Regions from separate parts of the Mus musculus genome. Here region 2 is linked to region 1. Evidence: chromatin contacts called from public Hi-C data. All regions are on one chromosome and are shown on one strand. The core of a region is the stretch at or near the end of the contact, and the rest is flanking DNA. Distances in the headings are between cores, read along the strand shown.

Region 1 (2,982 bases), core at 289-2,788:
ATACATTCGATTCATTTACCAGGTTGGCTTGTGAAACTACAGCGTCTGAGAGGTTCGTGATCTGCATTTGGTATGCAGGAGCCTCTCAAGTGCCTGCTGATAGTTCAAGTCTGGGTGCAAAGGCTGGAGAGCCAGAAATGCAGATGGTGTCAGTTTCAGTTCAAGACTGAGAGTGAGAAAGAAAGATTAATGTCACAGATGAACTTCATGCAGACAGTGTTAGTCCTTCCCTAGCCTTCTGTTTCCACCTCAGCACTTCCTGGATTGGTTGGGGCAGCCACAACTTGGGGGGTCATTTTGGTTTACCCTACATTTTAAATATCAGTATCACCCAGAAAGAAAGATAGATATTCTCAATATAATGTTTACCCATATGCCTTGCTTGGTGTTCTTTGTACCAGTTGACATGTAGGTGACCATCAAAGTGCCAGAGGCACTTTTGCTAACATGAAGCAGTTACATCTGCATGGAGCTGGGTAGTGAGAAGAGTCCAGCCATGAGAAACTCTGGGAACAGGGCCCCCAAAAGGAAAATCAGAAATGGAATGCTCTGCTGGTTTAAGAAGCTTTAAAAAAAATCCCTACCCCTACCTCCACCTGAAGAGGGAATTGATTCTTTAGACAAGGTTTGCCATCTGGCTTTTCAAGGTTCGAGCTTAAGCAAGTTGCCCTGGGTTTCAATTTCAACATTTTTAAATGTAGCTTGTTATACCTAGCCCATATGATGCCTGTGGCCACACACAGCATGTTGTGTTGCATGTTGGAAGATAATGCCAAGTTTTCCTATTCTATTCTATCCTTTTGAAAACTAGTACATAGTGAACAGCCTTGAAGATAGGACTAGAGTCTTCCCTGATAGCTAAAGGCAAGGATATTTAGCATCCATTATAAAAGGCCGGATTTTCTGCCACTCATGGTTCCTCTCCTGGCCCACAACTCTGGTAAGAGAGAGGCCTGGGAATCAGAGCTCGGGTCGCTACATGGGAATATGATACCCTGGACACTGCTGTTGCGGAGCAAAATAAACGGTCCTGCATTTCTGTCTTCTACAAAGAGCTATGCAACTGTAGCAAGCTAACTTGTTAGTTTGGAAGAGGTGTAGAAAGGCAGAAGGTTTTCACCAACAGCAGGAAGTACTCAGCAAACATTATTTCCCCTCTATGACAGCTCTCATTTCCCCAAACATCACCCTGGCTAGCAGCAGCACAGGTCTAGGAAGTCCCCACTCTGGCTGACAGCCATCAACTAAGGCCCTCCTGGCCTGGGGTTAGAGTGTTTACAGAAAGTAACAACTTGTTTTAAGGATCATTCTAAATATGAGTGACTGTGACCCAGAAAGGTAAGGTCAAGTTACCCGGAATGTGATATGCTCCACTGTGAAATTCCATGAACTCTCTCCTAGCCACACAACACAAGCATGCAATTCATCAATGAGTTTAATAATTCTGAGGGACATCAGGGCTACCACAGAGAGATCTCCGTGCAGGATTTGTATCTGCCTTATCACATTCTTAGCCTCAGGCCTGGTGGAGACCAAGTCCAGGCCTGGCATACATTCCAAAAGTTTTATGTGGCAGTCATGAGGATGTGAGGTCAGACAGTATAATGGAGACTAAAGAAAGCTCTTAACCTGCCACACTCCATCTTTCCACAATTATAATCTTCCATCAGCCATCAATATAGGTATGGTGGCTTCTCAGAGGAAGAGGAAATTCTATGATGGTCCTTATGGCCCAGAGCCCTCCACCTCTGCATTGGGTTCAGGACAGACTCCCCAAGAATACATCCTTACTCAGTCCATTCCTTTCTCGACATGGTTCTCCAGCTTCTCTTCCTCTGACTTCACCAAGAAATCTCCCTCACTAAATGACTCAGGCCCCAAACCCTTTAGTGGGCTGTACATTCTTTCTGCAAAGTGTTTCAGGGTTGTCTGTAAGGGTGCCAGTCTACAGCCTGTCTGAGATGTGCACAAAGGTCACTACATGCTTCTATGGCACTCTGCCCTCCATCAGCAGACAGAGGCAGCTGCTGTCCCAGCACCCTTAAGGGATAAACCTTGTGATGTTTACACTTGATTATCAACATGACTGGATTGAGGAGATTAGGAAAGCACACCGGGTGTGTCTGCAAGGATGTTTGCAGAGAGGATTAATTAGGGGAAAGGAGTCACTCTGAATTCCAGCAACACCAGCCCAGAAGCTTAGGTGCCTGGCTGGAATAGAAAGACAGCACTGGGACGCAGCTCTTGCTTGATGTTTCCTGTTTCCTGTCAGCCATGAACTGAGTGGTCTCGGTCACCAATCCCCACCTCACCACAGGCTCAAAACCCATGGAGGCAAGGACTGACAAGGGAAACCTTTGAAACTAAGGCACAAAGTAAATAGTTCTTCCCTGTAGGCTATTACGTGAGGACTTCCCAACCTTCAGCTCTACATCCAGAGACGTGGGCATATGGAGACACCCAGGAGGTTCAGGCTGACTGGAAACCTCACAGCAAGCAAATTTTGCTCCAGCACCCACTCGGTTTGACCAAGGCTTTGATGGGGTCACCATCTCCTTCTTCCTGTACAGAATCCTTCAGCACAGCTCATTTCCCAAACTCTACCTCAGCACCCAAGATCCTAGTTCTGTGGCATGTGTTCTGTGTGTGTCTCTTCTTGCATTCAACCCACCTCCACCAACAGCACAGTCCAGCCCCCTGACCGAGCCTGTTGGTGGATGAGGCTCCTTTTGGTCTGTTCAGGATTCAGTAAACTCTTAACATTTGGTACATAACTTGGGTTGAATTCACTAGAAGATCTTCAGAGAACATGGGGTTGGAAGTCATTGTATTCACAGTGAGTGAACACCCCACCACCGGAGAAGTCAAGGTCCATGAAAGGAAAGCAGCAACTCTAGAAATCATAACAAGCCTTAGAGAGAAGGCATTATAGGAGTGGGTAAGCCATGTAGGGAGGGGAGGCAGTGACAGTGTGGGGAAGGC
Region 2 (2,982 bases), core at 274-2,773, 75 kb after region 1:
ATTGTTCGAAAGGAGGAAGGTCCTCAGTAAGGTTTTGAATTTCTTCTGAAATTCTGACTTATTTGTGAAAACAAAAAACTGGAAGCAGAGAAGGGGAAAGAGGCAAAGGACTTGAGAAAAGGCAGAGGAAGCCTTTAGAATTTGAGATTTAGAATTTAGAATAGCTGGCTACAGATGATGCAACTCTGAAGCCTCCATGTTGGAAGACAGGAAGATTCCCTCTCATAGAGGGAGTCACACAGTGGAGCAAAATAGTCCTTTCTACTGTGGGAAGGGTGAACATGCATGTTTGTGTGGGTATCATATATGTGTGGAGGCCACAACCTCAGATGTTGTTCCTCAGGAGTCGTCCACCTTAGTTCTCCTAATAGAATACTCTTTATTTGTTCTTTGACAATGCCATACATGTAAATGATGTATTTTGAGCCTACCTATTTACTGCCCACTCCTAGTTTCTCAGGCACTGTCCATTCATACCCTTTTACCACCACCCTCTTCCTCCCTCCTTCCTTTTTTCATCTTTCCTTTCATTTTTGAGCCCGTTTTATAACCCACTGGATCCAGTGCCGCCAGCCCAGCTGGGACCCTGGCAGATCTTGTCACCTTGGTCTTCTGCATGTCCTCGGCTGCTATGAGTTCAAGTGTGCAGCAGCCATGTGAGAAAATCAGCATCTCACAAGACTCCTGCTCCTCTCCAGCTCTCACATTCTTTCTGCTCTCTCTTCCACAAGGTTCTCTGACCCCTGAGGTTGGGGAAGAAGGTCACCTTGTGCTTTTGAGGCACAGTCTCTTACTGGGACCTGGGGATCAATGACTAGACCAGCAAGTCCCAGAGACCTGCCTCTCTCCACCTCACCAGTGCTGGGGTGACAACCATGTGTTCAGCTTCTTTACATTCTGGGATCCAACTCAAGGATACATTCCAAGACCCAATGTGGAATCCTGAAGCCAAGGACAGTGAGTGCCAAGTCTGTATGTACAAGGACAGTGCCAAGGCAGCGTGTGTGTATGTGTGTGTGTGTGTGTGTGTGTGTGTGTGTGTGTTTCTCCACCCCCACCCCGTGTGTGTAGCATACACCTTTATAAAGTTAACATAAATTACACATATGATTGTCAGTAGCAGCCAATAGTAACATAGACCTGATCTGACAGCATATAGCTGTGACTGTATTTAAGACTTATGAACCGTTTACTTCTAGTGCTTTTCAATTAATACTTCCAAATTGCCATTGACCTTCGGTAATGAAAGTGGTAGAAACTAAAGTCACAGGCACGGGGATTACTTAATGCAGAAGAGACGAAAACGAGAAGGTCTGACCCTCTGTGCTCCCAACGTGCAAGGACTTACCGCTTTTCCCCCTTAGGCCTCCACTTGCCTCCACTGTCAAAGTAGATGCTTCATGCCTCCCAGAATAGAGCTGCAAGTCTGGGTAGAAGTAGGCGGGGTCTTCTAGAATCTGCACAGGACTGCTGGGGCTGTAGCAGATGGGAGGAGGAGCTGGCAGAAAGAGAATGATGTGTGTGTTAGTGCCAATCACGTGCCCCCTTCCTGTGTGACTCATGCCCCCCACATGGCAACTTGTAGTGTGACTCTGCCTATTTCATTCATAAAATTCCAAAGCTACTTCCCAGAACTGTCACAAATCCAGCCACCCACCATGCTGACCCACAAGCTTCCAACAGCCACTGAGGGGAGGCGCAAAACTGTCACCCAGGGACAGCACCCACAGTCTTCTTCTGTGGAGCTCTGAGAGGCGTGAGGTTTGCAATGGTCAAGGTAGAGGGCAGAAACACAGGAATGGAGCAGGCCAGAAAAAGAAAAGTGAGAAGAACAGCTGTCTCTCCAAAAATATAGGATAGAAGAAGGGGTGGCCACTTTGCCGGGCCATGTGTCAGCAAGAGAATGTCCCAGGCTGAGACACAGTGTGCTCTGGCTCCCTGAGAGGCTTCTGAGTCTCACGTTGCAGTAGAACCAGTGACCTGGGCCTGGGCCTTAGCCAAGTTCATGGCCACTCAAGCTCCCTTCTCTGCTACACACACGTGCACGCGAGAGTGCGCACACACACACACACACACACACACACACACACACACACACACACTAGTGCACTTCTTTTTCAAGTTACACTTGAGGCTACTCTTAGACCCACAGCCACCAACCATGAGACCCCACTTCAGGGACACTGACAGCACATTTGTCAATTGTGGGAACTCCGGCCGATCCAGCCACGTTCCCTTCCTGTTCTGTCTGATATACCTCTGTGTGGATGCCAAGATTAAAGCTCTGCTTTTTGTTGTTGTTGTTCTCAATTTACTCTGGAGAGTCTTGTTATTATTTATTAAGACCCTTGCCTTAAAGATAATTCCATTTGAAAATAAAAGAACAATTTTCAGAAATGGCTTCAAACCAGGCATCTGAAATTTCTTCCTAAGTTTTGCACAAGACCAGAGCTACTAGCATCTCATGACACCAAGGGCCAAAGATAGGACTATCGCCCCTCTCCCTGAGTCATTGTGCCTCAGGTGAGATACCATTTGTATGTGCTCACCATATCGTAGGCACGTCTGACCCATAAAGATAAAATTATGATTTCCACTGCTGAAATGCTTACCTTGTAAGTTTCAAATAAAATAATTCTAATTGGGACTCTCACTTTAGAGATGATTACACACCAAACATGAAAGACATATTGTACCAAGATCAGCCTAAAACTACACTCCTAAGGCAGCATGCACTAGCTGCCCTGAGGAGAAGGGGGGTCCCTTTCTGGGCCTCGTCTTTTACAAGCATAACTCTGAAAGCCTGCAGCTAAAATTGGGTATTCCAGACAGCTTTAATCTAAAGTCAATCCTGACACAGTTTCCAAATTGAGGGGAACAAGGCATAGGCCTGAATGCATATTGGAGATTTGGAGTACTTTTCAAATCCCACAGAGTAGGGCCCAAGTAACTGTATTGTGTGCATGAGTATGTGTGTATGTG

Evidence for each region. A called contact is a pair of places that touch in the nucleus more often than the background predicts.
Region 2: a contact with region 1 is called in a Hi-C map of muscle stem cells, with 2.2 times the contacts expected there. The contact joins two enhancer-like sites. A contact is called at or near these places in 2 of 15 datasets of contacts at CTCF or cohesin (the NIH/3T3 cell line and embryonic stem cells), 35 of 484 Hi-C or Micro-C datasets (the AML12 cell line, the C2C12 cell line, the G1E-ER4 cell line and 10 more), 3 of 115 datasets of contacts at active chromatin or transcription factors (embryonic fibroblasts, embryonic stem cells and pancreatic cancer cells) and 1 of 9 other capture datasets (embryonic stem cells).

The regions. Positions count from the first base shown.
Region 1 is chr9:14,519,948-14,522,929 of GRCm38.p6, forward strand. No RefSeq gene overlaps it. Among named protein-coding and RNA genes, the nearest start is that of Cwc15, 21 kb to the left of the region's middle. Within about 2 kb of position 1,539, at least 50 of the 459 cell types and tissues checked have an H3K27ac peak or open chromatin away from gene starts, as enhancers often do. A contact at or near this core is called in muscle stem cells and pancreatic cancer cells, where this site is marked.
Region 2 is chr9:14,595,103-14,598,084 of GRCm38.p6, forward strand. It overlaps Amotl1 (angiomotin-like 1), which reads right to left. Exons shown (of 13, transcript NM_001081395.1): 2 at 1,349-1,498. Among named protein-coding and RNA genes, the nearest start is that of Amotl1, 18 kb to the right of the region's middle. Within about 2 kb of position 1,524, at least 58 of the 459 cell types and tissues checked have an H3K27ac peak or open chromatin away from gene starts, as enhancers often do. A contact at or near this core is called in muscle stem cells and pancreatic cancer cells, where this site is marked.